Linked DNA regions of Mus musculus: region 1 is linked to region 2. Evidence: chromatin contacts called from public promoter capture Hi-C data. All regions are on one chromosome and are shown on one strand. The core of a region is the stretch at or near the end of the contact, and the rest is flanking DNA. Distances in the headings are between cores, read along the strand shown. Region 1 holds the start of Rapgef6 (Rap guanine nucleotide exchange factor (GEF) 6). Region 2 holds the start of Hnrnpab (heterogeneous nuclear ribonucleoprotein A/B).

The links. Promoter capture Hi-C pulls out the DNA fragments that hold promoters and counts their contacts.
Region 1: a promoter capture Hi-C map of liver shows a contact between it and region 2, with 4 times the contacts expected there. The contact joins the promoter of Rapgef6 here to the promoter of Hnrnpab in region 2. A contact is called at or near these places in 2 of 39 promoter capture datasets (liver and pre-B cells) and 1 of 115 datasets of contacts at active chromatin or transcription factors (astrocytes).

Annotation. Positions count from the first base shown.
Region 1 is chr11:54,521,595-54,524,303 of GRCm38.p6, reverse strand. It overlaps Rapgef6 (Rap guanine nucleotide exchange factor (GEF) 6), which reads right to left and starts at 1,459. Exons shown (of 29, transcript NM_001252494.1): 1 at 1,186-1,459. The coding sequence starts at 1,254.
Region 2 is chr11:51,605,443-51,608,217 of GRCm38.p6, reverse strand. It overlaps Hnrnpab (heterogeneous nuclear ribonucleoprotein A/B), which reads left to right and starts at 1,337. Exons shown (of 8, transcript NM_001048061.1): 1 at 1,337-1,551; 2 at 1,632-1,878; 3 at 2,589-2,757. The coding sequence starts at 1,655.

The DNA.
Region 1 (2,709 bases), core at 210-2,709, 2.9 Mb before region 2:
AAATTAATATATTTATAACAGACTCTTAGGAGTCCACTACGAGAATCTTTTGACAGCAGAAACGAACTTGTGAGAATTTCATAGAACTCTTTGTCAAAATAAAGCATCACTAGCACTCTGGATAATGATTTATTAGTAACCTAAATTCTACACTCATTCAAAAATACAGCCAATGAATCCAAGCAGTTAATATTCCCTTCAACAATGTTGCTATTCCAGTAACACAAGATAAAAGTCCTCAACACAGCACACATGACCAAGCATAAGTTCCCCAACAGTTGAGAAAACGTCCTCTACTTAAAAAGACTCAATTTCAAACTAAGTAATTCGGTACCTGAAGAGAAACAAGGTTTTCCTTCATTACCTAAATAATGTTCGTAAATAAAACTTAAAATGCACATTACAATGGTAATCACCACAGAAAAGCTGATTCATAAATTATAAGTAGGAAAAAGTAGCCCCTGGAAAGGGGTGGGCAGGTGCCTTGTTACTATGCAAAGATCAAGGTTTCAGGAAGCAAGCTGGACACATCACAACTTCAATAATGGCTGTAACAAAGTCATGTCCCAGAGTGTTACCCAAAGTTTGAGACTTTCTATGCAAAGAACTCTAAGTATGAAACTCCCGTGACTAAAAATTAAAACATTTCATTTCAGTTACTGCAACTTCAAACAAGACGACTCATTGCATTTACATTGCTGTTGGGTTTTCCTTTTTTTTTTTTTTAATTTTGGTATAATACACATAGCCACTAAGATTATAGAAACGTCTTCAAACCAAGAAAACTTAACAAATAATCTTAAACTTCCCACGGAAAGTTTGAAAAAGCACCAGGGAACCACTCGACACGCATCACCCGCCACGGGACTTACTACTATCTGGCTGACGCAGAGTCTGATACGGACATTGGAAACCTGTCTTCTGGGGGCAATTGTGCAGTATCTGAGATGAACGCACAGCACACACTGGCTATGGTATGAACTGTCTCTTACACATCATTATTCCCAGCTTGTTTTTCAGCCCACCTGAGCACACACAAACTCAGAAGCCAGTCAACAGTAACGGTGCTTTCTTATCACAAGTACAAGGAAGTCCCCGGCAGGAAGCGGCAGGAAAGGTGCTCATCACCCTGCGCGGCTACGGCCAGGTCGGGGCCGAGCAGTGCTCGCCAGTGCCCGGCCTTACCTCAGGAGTCCGCTCGGGCGGCTTCTTCCTCAGTGCCTGCCGAGCGCCGGGGTCCACGGGCGAGTTCATGTCCGCAGCCACAGGCTCCCTAGCCTGCGTCTAGCTGCCCATTCTCCAGCTCCGGGTGTACGCCAGCCCCACCGGGAGGGAAATGAGAACTGTCGCAGGGTCCAAACTCAAGCAAACAAGTCTTCGCAACGCCCGCCCAGGGCCTCAGCCCACGCGCGACTGGCCAGAAAGACGCCTGCGCGGGGGCGAGACTGGCCGAGAACGCATGCGCATGCGCACGACGCGCACACTAACGCCCGCCTGGCCGTGACGTAGAGAGATGGGCGTGGAGGGGGCGGAGAATGAGCGGCTTGGCTTTTCTTCGCGAGACTCCGCCTCGGTTACAGGATTGTAGTTTCCGCATACCCAGCTTCCGGTTGAGGTTCCGGAAATGCTACGAGGGCGTCGCCAAAAATAGACTATCGGGTAGAGCTGTGGGTAAGATGCTTTGGTTTAGCGCTCGAGTCCGGAAACCGCGGGGCTCTTATGGCCCCGCGGAAATCGAGGCTGCCATTCAGCAAGCGGGGAAGCCCACGCACCGCTCCGCAAGCCACGGATCTCGGGGCAGTACTCGCGCACCTAGCCCACCGCAACCTTGTGGCGTATTCTACGCGACTTTAAAAAACAAAAACAAACCACGAAATCGATAGTGAAAGCTGCCTCAAAAAAAAAAAAAAAAAGAAGAAGAAAAAAAAAGAGAGAAAGAAAAAAGCGTTTTGAAGACTAGAGCTATAGTTCAGAGTAGCCTGCTGGTCTAGCGTGCACCAGATTGTCTTGGCTTCTGTGTGCAGAATTTTAGGATTTTCCTTTAAAGGGTTTAATGACCAAAAAGCCTCAGGTGGACTAAGGAACTCCTGATTCGAAAGTTGACAGATAACACCTGTGGGCTGTCAGAATCCTTGCCTTCTGAGAAGATCAGCATGCCAACTTGGTATTTATTTAGCACTTTGAGACTGTAGGGGAACCGACCCGCAGGTGAAATCTTATATCCCAGAGGTTTTTTCCCGTCCTATAGAACTTCAGGCCCTCTGCACCACCTGTGCAGCTTCCACTCCCGTGGAGAAACTGGTGTCACTTGTTCTGATTAAAGGACAGAACTTCTGTGGAGGTAGATCTGCCCTTTTATTTCCACTTGCCTCCATCCTAATCTAACAACCTTGACTAAAATCTGGGCAGTGAGAGTGAGTGGGTGGGGGCTGCTTTAACCTAAGCAGTGCTCAGAGCAAACCTCTCCACTCCGTTTTGTATTGAATTTTACATTCTAGTCTCTAACAAAATAAAGACAGCTTCAGTTTTGTTACTTGTCCTTTGGAACAAGAAAAGCTGCAAAAACTGATTGTTATTATTCCTGTTATGATAAAAGTAACCCTAGGTTTATTTTGGCCCCCAGATTGAGCCAGAAGTAACAGGAGCTGTCAATCAATGGACATGAGTGCTGGGAACTTAACTCAGGCCCTCTCCGAGGGCACTGCTTGC
Region 2 (2,775 bases), core at 88-2,587:
TCAGCTTACTCCATCAATGTGGGAGGAGACAGAGAATCTCCAAAGCTTGTGAGACCATTTGCCTGGAGGCCAGCCTGGTCTACAAAGTGAGTTTCAGGACAGCCAGGGCTATACAGAGAAACCCTGTCTCAAAAAAAAAAATCTATATATATCTCTATCTATCTATCTATCTATCTATATCCATCCATCCATTGGATGACTCACACCTTTAATTCCAGCACTTAGAAGGCAGGCAGGCAGTTTTCTGTGACTTCAAGACCAGCCTAGGTCTAAAAATGAAGTTGTGGGCCAGCTAGTTTGTTTAAAGGAAAAAAAAATTATAAAGAACAAAATGGAAAGTGAAGATTGATACCTTGTCTGATTTACACACTCAGGGCATAGAACTTACACTCAACACAAACGTATGCACACATACACAGGAATCATGGCCTAACCCAGGCCTTTAAAGTTTTATGGTCAATGCTTAAAAGAAAACTACCCCTCTTTACCATAACCTCATTTAACAGGGCTATTTTTCCAAAAGCAAGTTGTCAGACTAGGCAGGGTGACACATGTCTGTAATCATATCCTGGGGCTACATGAAAAGACTCTTAATTTTTCCATTTAGGATCATCTAAAAATCAGTGAAATTAAGCTAGGCACAGTGGTGGTGCAGCACATAATTCCAGCACTGAGGGGGTGAAAATGGAGGGTCAAGAGTTCAAGGCCAGTCGGAGGATACCAGACTTGGTCTCAAAAAACACAAAACGGAACCAAAGGAAAGAAATAAAAATTAAAGGCAAAGCTAAACACTAATGCGATATTAAGTATCTATGGGTGTCAAGCAGACACTGGAAATACTACGGTCCAACGTTCACTGCGCCAGGCCTCCATGGATGGCCCCAGCTAGCTCACTGAAGAGGGCAGGAGCCCTGGCATCTCAGGATGCCGAGGTTTAGGAGCAGGCTGTGCTGAAGGCCTCCGATGACCGCAGCACTCCGTAGATTAGAGCACTCCAAGATTAGGCTCCTTTCTCCGGGCGACCTTGGATTTAGGGGACTTCCTCCGGCTCATTCTCCTCTTTTGGGAGGCCGGGGTTGCTAGTGTAGAATAGGATGTAGGGATAGGATGACAGACTGCCGTGTACCCCGGGCAGCTGGGGACATTGGACGTGCTCGCCCGGTGACCGGAACCGTAGACAGTTCTCCGACTCGCGCGCGTTCTAAAATGAGGACAAAGCCCGCCCGGATCTAGAGCGCGCGCGCAGAAGCAGCCAATAAGATGCTAGGACAATGGTGAGTGGCGGTTCGCTTTGCCCAATGAGAGTATCCGTTGTTACGAGGTGGTGCCCGGCTTCGGCATTATAAAGAGCTCCACGAGTTGGCATTGTCAGGCGGTGGCACCGCGCGGGACGGAGTTAAGGTCTTCTTTATCGGCAGTGTACGGCGGCGGCCGAGCGGAGCGATAGTCAGTGGCTGCGGACGAGCCCTCGGGGGTGCGAGCGTGACCGCGGCCAAGCCCGCGCGTCGCCTTCTGCGGCGAGTAGGGCCTCGCGGCGTCATCGGCGGCGAGGTGAGCGGCCCGGCCGCGGGCGGTGGGCGGGAGCTCGGGGAGCGCCGCGGGGCCTGACGCGCTGTCGCCGCTCGTTGCAGTAGCCGCTGCGGCCTGGCCGACCATGTCGGACGCGGCTGAGGAGCAGCCCATGGAGACGACGGGCGCCACCGAGAACGGACACGAGGCCGCCCCCGAAGGCGAGGCCCCGGTCGAGCCCAGCGCGGCTGCCGCGGCCCCCGCGGCCTCGGCCGGGTCTGGGGGCGGGACCACGACCGCACCGAGCGGGAACCAGAACGGCGCGGAGGGCGACCAGATCAACGCCAGCAAGAACGAGGAGGACGCGGGGTAGGTGCGGCCGCGGGCCGCCGCCTTTGTTCTGGGGCCGTCTTTTGTTGGCGCCACGCGGCGGGGGGAGGGGCGGGCGGCCCGCGGAGCTGTGCCTGCCTGGCGCGCTTGCCGCCTGGCCCGGGCGCGGTTACGCGCCTCGGAGTTTGCAGGAGTTTGCGGGGTCGACTGTGAGGCCGATCTGGGCCGCTCGCGCGGTGCTTGGGCTACTTCGGGCCTCGGGGCGGGCGGCCCCGGAAGAGGAAAAGCGGCGGATCGCGAATCGGGCCGCGAGGGCTGCGTCTCTGCTGCGTAGGCGGAGTTGGCGCGCAGCGGGCCGGGCCTAGCCTGCCGCGAGTCGAGGGGCGGAGTTCCAGCCTGAACCCTGGGGCGGTCTTGGCACCGGGAAACCCAGAGTTCCTTGGGGCAGGTACTTGGGAGGCCGTGAGCTCAAGTAGATTCATGAGTGCAGGGCACGCTGATTTTAAACTCGTGAGGGGTCATGGGTCACATTCTTGTCCCGTATGTACCGTGTGTGGCTGTACAGTCTCGTTCAGCTGTGAGTTCCAGTTGAGTCGAGATTGCAGAGCGACGCAAGGGTTAACTTGAAAGGGGGCACCATCTCAGACTGGTCCATGGGACTGTGGCTCCATAAGCCCTTCCCCAGCCAGGAAAAGTGTCAGAATTCTTTTACAGCTTCTAAGGTTTGTGGTCTTGTCTCTCACTTGCAGAAAAATGTTCGTTGGTGGTCTGAGCTGGGATACCAGCAAAAAAGACTTAAAGGATTATTTTACTAAGTTTGGAGAGGTTGTTGACTGTACAATAAAAATGGATCCCAACACTGGACGATCAAGAGGGTTTGGGTTTATTCTCTTCAAAGATTCTTCTAGTGTGGAAAAGGTAAGCTGGGTATTTGAC